Regions from separate parts of the Gossypium hirsutum genome. Here region 1 is linked to region 2. The links are chromatin contacts, called in public Hi-C maps. All regions are on one chromosome and are shown on one strand. Each heading gives the region's core, a stretch centred on a gene start, on an enhancer-like site or on the middle of the called end of the contact. The rest is flanking DNA. Distances are from core to core; before and after follow the strand shown.

What was found. A called contact is a pair of places that touch in the nucleus more often than the background predicts.
Region 1: a Hi-C map of leaf shows a contact between it and region 2, with 5 times the contacts expected there. The contact joins the promoter of LOC107955010 here to the enhancer-like site in region 2. A contact is called at or near these places in 11 of 34 Hi-C or Micro-C datasets (anther, callus, cotyledon and 2 more).

Annotation. Positions count from the first base shown.
Region 1 is chrD07:53,542,931-53,548,500 of Gossypium_hirsutum_v2.1, forward strand. It overlaps LOC107955010 (transcription factor SCREAM2), which reads right to left and starts at 1,624. Exons shown (of 3, transcript XM_016890713.2): 1 at 1,142-1,624; 2 at 1-126. The coding sequence starts at 1,273.
Region 2 is chrD07:53,478,739-53,484,620 of Gossypium_hirsutum_v2.1, forward strand. No RefSeq gene overlaps it. Among protein-coding and RNA genes, the nearest start is that of LOC107955006, 13 kb to the left of the region's middle. Within about 2 kb of position 1,258, at least 2 of the 9 cell types and tissues checked have an H3K27ac peak or open chromatin away from gene starts, as enhancers often do. A contact at or near this core is called in leaf, where this site is marked.

The DNA.
Region 1 (5,570 bases), core at 374-2,873, 65 kb after region 2:
TACAGCTTGTTGTATGTCCAATCCAAGGTTGTCTAGAGCTCTCATGGTGGAGAGCAAGAGACCTGCCCTGCGAGCACAAAACATGTGAATGTTGACAGCCCTTCCTTCCCTTAATCTTACCTCCACCTGAAAATTGCAAAAATAGAAATATATGAGTTCCCTTAACCTTACATCGACTGACACAACCTGTCGAAAGTTTTTGGCAAGTATATGTCAATCCTTATGTGTGTGTGTATCATGTCCTGACTCATGTCTGACATGAGTTCTACAACCAAATGCAAAGAAACAAAAGCCTAGATATAATCTTAAGAACAATTTTGATCAATGAATAACAAATATCACACTTCTTCAGTTATTGGTGGAGAGGAATTCTAGGCTTCATGGCAAGAAGATTAATACTTTTTCAGTTATTCTTAATAAAATCATAGAGGCAGTTTGACTAAGACTCCACAGTTGAAAGGGATGATACCAACAAGATGCTTGCTTGCAACTGGGGTTTGAGTGTAGTGATTACTTATCCAGAATACTTCTCTATTGTGATTACTATCAGTTTCGCAGATGCTTTTATTGTAGTTGGCTAGGCTCCTCTTTTGCGTGAATAAAGAATTATTTAACCATCAACAGAGCCAAAAACAAATATCACACTTCACAATCCACAAGAAGCGCTTAGTTATTATAAGCAGAAGACAAGAAAACAATAAAAAATATGATAAAAGAGAACAAAGAAAAAAAACAATAATATATATAAGCTCAATTGCGTATATACTTCAGTCCCCTCTATTATATTTGTCCAATGTAAAGTATTTCCAGTTTTCATGATAAGGTCCATCGACAATCTCATCTTGAAACCTACCAAGTTTAGTTCACTTTATCAACTTGTTAATCCAAAACCCAGAAACACAATGATAAATCAAAGAAATTCTTGAAATTGAGAACAAAACCCTAAAATTTTAGCATAAGAAAAAGAATACACCCACCACCGTTCCTTCAGTTTCACAAAAAACCCAGTTGTAAATCATCATTAAAAAGAAAAGAAAGGGAATTGGAATAGTCTCGAAATAAAATCAAGATTCTGAATTAAAGAAAAGAAAAGGCGGTTGTTCTAAAGCTTCTGAAATGGAGAAAAGAGAAGATGCCTTACCTGATAACCAAGACTCGGAATAAGAAAAGAAATTGAGCTATGTTTGTTTGCCTGCGAAGAGAAGATACTCGAGGGAGGGAGAGAAAGCAAGAGAGACTTTTCAGTTTCACAGCTAAGGAAGGAAACGCCCATGTTACAAATACAAAGAAAATAAACTGGGAGCAAATCGGCAGAAAAGAAAAGCAAAAAAACAAGGAAATAAATCGGATGAAGCTAGAAGGAACAGAAGAGAAACAAAGGGGATCGGGGAAGGGTAAAACAGGGACGATTTGCTAAAGCGGTAGCTAATCTGGGCAAAAGAGGGGAATAGAAATCGGTGGTTTTCACTGATTAGGAAAGTAATGGATTACACGCGTATTAGCAATACATTGAACCAAACGACGGAATAGAAAAGGATTAGGTGGGACCCACCGATTAGGGTAGTCAATACACCCAACCAAACATAATGTAAGGTTTTTGGTTTAAAAAGAGTAGCGGCCGTGTCACACGAGGGTGTGAGTTTTTTTTAGCCCGTGCGTGATTTAAATTTCAAACCCAGTCTTCATATGACCTCGGACAAGATCATGTGTCCATATTGGGTCATATTAAGTTATGGGTCATATTGGGTCAAGGAATAAGACAGATTATGGTCATATTGGATCAAGGAAGAGGCAACTGTTGAATCGGTTGGCTACTATTTAGGCAGCTTAGGAAAAATCAAATTCGGATTGGCTTGTCGATATTGAAATACAAATTAGAGAAGAATTGGAGTAAGTCTTACATCACGAAGAATTGTTACAGAAGTAGAAATCTAGATGCGATTGGATCAACTTTGGAGACTGAAATACAAAATTTTTCATAATCGCACGCTTAGAAGAAGGAAGATGAATCATATCTCAACTTTATGAATTAGAGGAGATGAGTGGTGTTTTGAATTAGAAACTCTAAAATCTAAAGCCGTCTCTTTTTACAATAATCTCTATGGTGCAGATTTAGACCCTTTGGAAGCTTTACCTCTAAGCTCTTTTCCTAGGTTGGATTCGAGTGATATTGAATTTTTGGGAAAGAATGTCACTAATGACGAAATTAAGAGAGCACATTTTGAAATGGCACCTCTTATATCCCCAGGTTGTGATGGTTTTCATGCCCTGTTTTTCCATAATCAATAGGACGTAGTGGGAAGTGTTGTTTGTGATTAGGTTAAAAACGTCTTTGATGGAGGCATCAACCTTATTTTGAATAACCCTTTTATTACTCTCATTCCCAAAGTCGCTAATCCGAAAAGTTTCCAACAATTCAGCCTATCAGCTTGTGTTTTGTTCTGTATGAACTGGTTATGAAAGTAATAGCTAATTGGTTTCGGCTTGTTTTTTGTAAAATTATCCCACAAGAAGAAACAGGATTTATAGTAGGAAGGAATATAATTGACAACATTCTCATTGCACAAGAAGTCATTCATTCGATGAAGGGTAAAAAAAACAAGACTCCTTGGATGATGATTAAAATAGATCTCGAAAAAGCTTATGATCGAGTTAGATGGGAATTGATTAATGCTTCTATTCTGGTTGCTAGCATTCCAGATTATTTGGGAAGGGTCATTATGTCCAAAATTTCAAGTTTTACCTTACAAGTTCTTTGGAATGGAGTGCCTACAAGGTGTTTTAAACCTACAAGGGGGATTTGACAAGGGTGTCCTCTATCTCAATATCTGTTCGTTTTGTGTATGGAGTGGCTCGAACATGATATTCACTCCGCGATCTCTAATGGTCAGTGGAATCCAATCAGATTATTTAGGTCAGGTCCTAAATTGTCTCATCTATTTTTTGCTGACGATTTAGTTATTTTTAGTAAAACAGATTAGATGCATGCCAACTATATTAAAGAAGTTTTGGATTGCTTCTGTTCTTACTGGAGTCATAAAGTTAATGCACACAAGACAAGCATTTGTTTCTCTCATTCTGTTGGTGAGATTTATGCTGATCGTATTAACTGCTGAATGGGTTTCAAAAGGGTTAATGATCTTGGTTCTTATCTTAGGGTTCCTCTTTTCCATGAAAGGGTAACTAAAAGTACTCTTAACTTTGTGGTGGATAAGGTATGTAGTAAGCTTTTTAGCTGGGATGCAAGAAAGCTGTCTCTTGCAGGACGAGTCACTTTAGCTCAATCGGTGTTACTCACAATACCTAATTATTTTATGCAATCGATGAGAATTCAAAAATGGGTCTGTGATGAAATTGAGAGATTAACCAGACAATTCATTTGGGGGTCTTCTAATGGGCAGAGGAAGTTGGCTTTGGTTAGTTGGGATTCAGCTTGGCAACCTCGTTCTTGTGGGGGCCTTGGGTTAAGAAGACTTCAAGATCAAAATACTTTGTCTCTTATGAAATTGGGGTTTAATTTAGTCTCAAACATATACTCTTTGGGTGAAAGTTCTTCGGTCTAAATATGGCGCGCGAGATACTCTTCCGGATAGCATATTGCATGGAAACAGCTCTTTTCTTTGGAAGGGATTATCTAAGGTGTGCCCGTTTCTTAGAGATAATCTGGTTTGTTCAGTGGGGGATGGAACCAGATTATTATCTTGAAGATATGGTCACTCCTGATGGTGCTTAGAATATCGATTTCTTTCGCATTTATGTTCCTAAAAATATCATTCGACATATAGTGAGTATTCCCCCTCCTAATCTTGATATTGGGTCAGATAGGATTTCTTGGTTACAGAACTCAAAAGGTGATTTTTCGATTAAGAGTGCTTACTGGTCTTTGAAAGAGAATAGCTAGAATTCTAAAGATCCAACATGGAAAACACCTTGGGATTTTAAGGGACCTCAGATAGTATGAGTTTTTCTTTGGCTTACTCTTAAGCAACGCCTTTTCACTAACTTGGAATGTGTTAGGAGAGGCATTGGACAAGATGCGTCATGCCCAATATGTGGTCATGTAGTTTAGGACATCCTTCATGTTTTGCGAGATTGTTTAGCGGCAAAGGAGGTATGGGAGCAAGTAGTGCCAATTAGATAGGCTACTAGTTTTTTCAATTCCAACCTTTTCGATTGGCTAGTTTCGAATTTAAAGTCTCACAAGTTTATGGATTTGACTGAAGTTCATTGGGCTAGCTTGTGTGGTCTTATTGGGTGGCGTATTTGGAAGATTAGGAACCTTTATGTGTTCCAAGGAATATCGTAGAAAGTTGAGGAGATTGTGAATGTTTTAATGTCTTGGGCGAAACAGGTTTGGGCTACACACAAGAAAGCTTGGAGTTGAAGATGCACCAGTACTCAGAAAAATCACCAATCAAGTAATTGGTTTCATTTGCACACTAATGGCGTAGTTAATTTGTTTACAGATTCTGCCTCAGCAGGGGGTGTGGTGCGAAACCATTTAGGGGAATGGGTCATGGATTTTAATCATTCACTGGGGACTTGCTCGATTTTCGAAGCCGATTTATGGGGAATTTTGGACGGGTTAACACTGCTACGAGACAGAGGTTTGGACAGGATTTTGCTTCATATTGATAAACTAGAGGTGGTTCAGAGTTTGCAGACAAGGAGTTCGGACCTTTCGATGTTAGCACTTGTTCACGTATTCTTCAATTGCTTAAGGATAATGAGCATTAGGTGGTATAACGTGTTCCTAGAGAAGCTAATTAGGTTGCAGACCAAATTGCCAAGATGGTACACGGAGATTCAGAGGGTATTAATGTGATAGTTGCGGCTCCCCCCAACTTGATTGAGGGCCTTGCTAATGATAAGTCTAAAGGTTGTTTTGAATTAGTCAGTGTAATTTAATTTCTTAAGTTTTGTTTACTCTACCAAAAAAAAATTAGCCTTGCTTTTTAAATATGGAGCACAACACGGCAGCAACTAATGAAACAAACCTGCAGCAGCAAGGCAATTGGTAGCAGCTGGATGCAACCCTACAGCAGCAAGGAAATTGGTGAGGCACAATATTAATGATTTTCTTTTTGATTGCTCGTTGCTGGTGATTTTATCAAACGGTTCATCGGCAAATATAGTAGAACCACAAAGCACGAACCTGGTACAGGGGCTGAATCGTTGTCGCACCTAACAAATAAATGTAGGCAAACCTTGAAGCACTGCACGGGTAAACATGCATCATTACAACAGTTGCAAAAGAAGACATAGGCGGATGAACAAAACACTTCTGAAGACATAAGCGGGAGAAGCAAGAAGAGGAGCATTCGTCAATTTTCTTTTTGAAAAGTACAACATGATTATTATTGCTGATAGGAATCAATTAAAATGAAGGCACAGGCAATACACAAAACCCAGCCCCAGCCTTGTCAAAAACATACATGGAATACTCATCAGGAGATAGGACCAAGATACGACTAACAGATAGAAAATGTTGACTTCTACCAATGCCAATGTCCAGATTTGAGCAAATAAATCCGGCTACGTTTAATTTAAATTTTGAATATTTATATATT
Region 2 (5,882 bases), core at 8-2,507:
AGGTTCTAGAATTTTAGTTTTTTTTTTCGTTTGGTTTGGTTTCATTTTAATTTTATTTTGGTAATCTACATTTAAGATCATTAAATTATTAGTATGTTTATATATAGGCCACTCAACTTTAAAAAGTTACAAAATGATCACTAAATTATTCAACATTTTTCACTTAAGTCACCGAACTATTTAAAAGTTTTTATTTAAGTCACTAATCAGTTAAGTTTTTTTTTGAAAAAGAGTCTGGCTAGCAAATTCCAAGTGATAGTTTGATGATCAATACAGTGAATTAGTATCTATCGATTAGTAGAAGAACATATATTAGATCCAAGTCGATCTGACAGTCAGTGTTGAAGATTGAAGAAGAAAGTTGTTTGGATTTTGGTTTGCAAATTTGTGATGTTGAAAGTTGTTTCATGAAAAAAAAAGAATTATAAAAAAGAAGGGGAATGAGAGCTTTTGATTGGTGCAGGTAATGCAAACATAGAAGGCCATATAGTAATGATTTTGACAATCCAATGACTTAAATGAAAACTTTCAAATAGTTTAGTGATTATTTTATAAATTTTTGAAGTTGAATACCAAAATATAAACTTACTAATAGTTTAGTGACTTTGAGTGTAATTTACCTTTTTATTTTTCATAATATATTTTTCTTTAATCCATTATATCAATAGTTATATGTCCATCTTGTTTATATATATGGGCTTATATACGGCTTATATATTATGGGTTTAAGTTAATTACTTATTTTTGAATCGAAATAATAGATAACCAAACTTTCACAAAACTTTAGCCCGATCTTTGATTTAATTAATTTCAATGACAAACTGATTAATCAAACTAATTTAATTTAGTTGATTATTTTAGTTTTAACTGAATCATCCACATCCCTAATCACCATAGTCCATTCTATAGAAGAGGGACTTTGTTGTTAAATGCAAGGGCTTCTGAGCTTATCTAGGAAGACAAAGCTAAATACGATCAGAATTAGTGTTTTTAAAATTGGATCAGATCAATTGGTTAGATCAAGAATCGATAGGTACATCAATCTAGAACAAGATAAAAATTTGATTAACTTGTGATATGATATGGATTGATTGAATCAAATTTTATAAGTTTATAACATTTTTTTTAATTGGATGAGAGGAAACTTTGGGCCAAAGAGGAGCTAAATGGAATCATGAAGGTTGCTCTAGCCATTACTAGATTGGCCGATAGGGTGGTTTGGATTGGACTCATTTACCAAGTGGAGTCTAAATTGGCTCATAACTTGCTGGGATTGGTTTTGAGCCGCATAGAGTTATGGGATTGGACTCAATTGCGCGGTACGGTACTATATTTCATTGGCGCACTTGATGAAATTTGGGAAGTAAAAAAGGATGCATTTTTTTATCAAAGTTAACTACCATAAGATATTTTATATTAGAATTTTTCCTTTAAAGGATTTTTTTATATTAGGTGATTTAGTTAATTTAAGATTATTATTATTTATTTTATTTTGTATTATTTTTATAGAAGAGAAGTCAAGATAAATCTTATTGAGGTAATTTTCAGTAATTTTTTTTTATCGTTTAATAATATTTTCGACATTATCTTAGTTATGAGTAGCTAGTTTTATTTTATTTTCTAACCAAGGGTAAATAGAAACTTGGTTTTATTAGAACTGTGAGATTTAAAGTGTTGTTCATTTTTTTTTCAACAAATTTGATCATTTATGTTTTATGAAAATGGTAGAACCCTATCTTATTATTGTTTTTTGATATCATTTCAAGTAGGATCCTTATTTTAATTTATTTAGGATAATAAATAATGAATTAGTGTATTTAGATCCACAATTATCTCTTTATTTTAATAAATAGAACAAGTTAACATTTAATTAAGAGAACAGATAAATTATGTCGTGAAAATGAGTAATTTAATTTAAATGAATCATATATTTAAATTTATTAATTAGAGCCAGGACTTTATCCATAAGGTGGGTGGTGGATTAAATTTTAGGAGCAGTCACTTAGAGTTGTTAGACTGACCAGGGTTAATGGTCAAGCTATTTTTGAAATTAATTTACAAACTAAGAAAAGATTAGTGGTTTAAAACCGTCCTACCATCGCTCTAACCACCTTATTTTTGAGTAAGGAAACATTTACAATCTGTAATCAATTTTGATACCAAAGCTGACATCATACCTGAGGCTATAAATCTTAATTATTTCGGATTAATGTTAATTACATTTAATTTTCCCTTTTATTTATATTTATTTTATTATTTTTACAACATCTAAAACCTTTCTTTTATTGTAGATTTTTTTTCAAGTTGTGGGCACCACTTAACCCTAATCACAGTATATTTCAATTTTATTTATCCATTCTACGAATGAACTTATTCTATTTTTAAGCATAGGAATTTAAAATTGGTAAATTCGACACCCATCAGGTATTGAAAAGGTTAAATATGTTGTAGTCTTTTAAAATTTAAAATTTAGTTCCTATAGTTTAATTTTAAGACATTGAGTATTTGTATTTTTTTTTCAAAATCTTGATTCATTCATCCAATTTTATGGATATGAAGAAGCTAAATTAACTTTTTTAACCTTGTTAATAGTAAAAATCAACAAGGATAGTCTATGATAATATAATGGGCGAAAGGTTTCATGCATTCCTAACAAGGATAGTCTATGATAGGGGTTCGTTAGGCATGGGTCCAATCAAGGTAATTCGATGTTGGAGGTCCACCCGGTGTGAGGTTCGGACAACGGTGCACATGTAGCTGCCTGTGGAGGTGGTATAACAGGTCCTCAACAATTATAATTTTTGTCAACTTGATCCTTATTTTTTAAAAGTATATAAAAAAAGTGCTCTTTTTATAGTTTTTCATATTTTAATAAAAAATCCTAAAAAAAATATTTTTAATTTTAAAAAATAAATTTGAAAATTAAAAAATTATAAAAAATATAAAAAAGTTTCAAAATTAAAAGAAAATATTTACTTCTTGAATGATAATAAGTTCTCTTTAAAGTTTGAGTTATTCGTTCAATTAATATTAGATTGAATTTTAATATAATTGATTGAAATTAAATTAAATTAAAAAACTTGTTCAGATTATATTTTAATACAAATTGAATGAATAACTCAAAATTTGGAGAAACTATATTGCCATTCAAAAAGTACATAATAATTTTTAAAATTAATTTGGATTTTTTGAATGCTTTTTTTATTGAAAAAAATATGTTTTTAATTTGAAGAGTTTTATCTTCCATAATTTTTGGAAATTTATTTTAAATTTTATTTTATTAGGGTATTTCTATTAAAAAATATAAAAATAAATTTTTTATAAATTTCATTCTACTTTTAAAGAATAAAGGTTAAATTGACAAAAAAATAAATGTTGAGGGCTAAAAAGTTATTTTACCCTTTTATAATTAAAAAATTAGTTAAAAGTATCATGATTTTAGAATAAAAAGGTAGATCCAATATCTCAAAATTAAAATTTATTTATTTTTTTTAAAAAAACCTCTAACATATTTAAACCTATCAAAATTAAAAAAATAATGGGCTAGACCTCTCGATTTTAGAGATATCTATTTTAGAAGCATATGACCATAAAAAGAACAGTTTTCGCGACTGTTTTGCTCAAGGTAGAGAATAAGGCAACTTATTGTTTAGCGAATTTTGGTTTTGATTGTACATCACATAAATTAAGAATTATTTTCTTTAAATGTCATTGCAATGAAAAATGATCATTGAAGAGTGACATTTTATGGTAAATTATATCAGTATTCATTTAATTATGTTTTTTTTCTTGATCATTCAACTATGAAAAGTTATAATATGATTACCCAACTTATAAAATGGTCACTCAACTATTCAATTTCATCTTTTTTGGTTACAAACTAGCTAGCTTAAAAATCGAAACCTAAAAATCTAAAATATTTGGGTGACCAAAAAAGAAGTTTACTAATAATTAGATTATCATTTTGTAACTCTTTATAATTAAGCAGCCAAAAGAAAAAATAATATAATTAAATGATTACTAATATAATTTACCTAAAATTTTATATCCCAACTTTGAAAAACACCCCTAAGCACCTTTCTCAAATCTTAAATGGACCAAACTGACTGCTAAACTAAATATGATGCCACTTAGCTAGCTAGCTCGCTCAAATGCTATAGCGTTAATGTGTTGCATGTCCACTTTCTTATTGTATCTCTATTAATTTCAGCCAACTACTAACAATTTATTTACCATTTGGTTGGTGGAACACGATAATATATCATCATAATTGATTGATTAAATCACAAATGATGAAAATTTTATGTTGAGCCGGCACCAATACAAATTGGGTCCCTCAGACTGGCTATTTTTAAAATGAAAAAAAACATAAAAAATTACTAAAACACACATGTTCCACATGAACCCATTTGTACTATACAAATTCTGGCCATTATTTATTTACCTTCTGTTGTTCCAATAGGGTCGGAAGCGTGTAAATTATTGTACTAAAAAATCACACAAAGTTCAATTCCCAGGGAAGAGAGGTGGATCACATGGATCTCTTAAATACCAAGTCTTTCCTTAGACAGAATATCCCTTCTATAGTAATTTAATAGCACAATTAAATACTACTATTATACCCTCAAATATTGAAAGAAAAAATAGGACAAGAAAGAACACAAGAGATTTAACGAGGTTCGGTAAATTATACCTACGTCCTCGGGCACTAACACCAGATGATAACTTTACTATCTCCAAAATATTACAAACAAATAGAATTCCTTAAGAATTCTCAAATGAGAGAAGAGAGAAAACTAAGAGAGAAAGATTGGTTGGGATGGTTGAAATGAGAAATGGTTAGGCCTATTTATAGTTGAGGTTCAGGGACTAACTTGCAAATGGCCTAAAAAATTAGGGACCAAAATTGCAATTATCCCATTCAACTTTAAACAACTTGCCTATCACTTTTTTCTTTCGGTGCCACTTGCACCTCCCATTTTTTACTTTTCAACCCCTTTTTAATTTGACTTATCAACACCTTCCACCATCGAAGCTTTTATTATAAATAGAAAAGACATGTTGTAAGACCTTTACCTGGTTGCCCACACAAATTGAGGTGTTGGTGATGGGAATGGATTGAGTTTGTACTATGTTTACCTATAATATTAATGTTGTAGTTGTATATAGTTGTTGAAGATTGATTTAGTTTAAAATATAAGTTAAAATTCTATTTAAGTTTGTTATTATTTGTAAATGATTAATTTAATCTCGTTTAGTTTAGCTCATTATTTTTTTTAAAAATATACCAATCACCATCTAGTAGTTTTTACAAGTTATATTTTGTTAGTGGTTTTTTCTTTTTTTTGTGCTGTACAAATATTAACTTTTGTGTTTAGTGTTTAGTCTTTAGTGATTAAGTTTTTATTTTGAATTTGTTGAATAATGAATAGTAATTAAGAAGTTTATTGATCAACATTTTATATGTAAATTTTTTATTCCATTTATTTGATATTTATATCAATTATCATATACATTATTAAATATATTTTTAAAATATCGATAATTTGGAACGGTAGACTAAAATATCCTAATATACTTTTCAAGTTTTTGTTTTTGTCTAGCGGCGGTGTTAGCCTTCGAGCTAGCTACCGTCAACCTTTTTCTCCTGCCCATCAACCATTTTTTTTCTTTCTTCTTCTCATTCACTCAATGTGTCTTCTCTCTTTTCGGTTTGCAGATCTATTTTTTTGGTATCTTTGTTATCTTTACAAGTTGTGATGGACAGATGATGGTGCCTATCATCGTTGAAACACCACCGACCACCGACCACCGACCACCGACAGTTTCTTTTAGAAAGTGGGTAGCTCTTCGTTGACTTCTTAATCTGTTTCTGTTTTGAA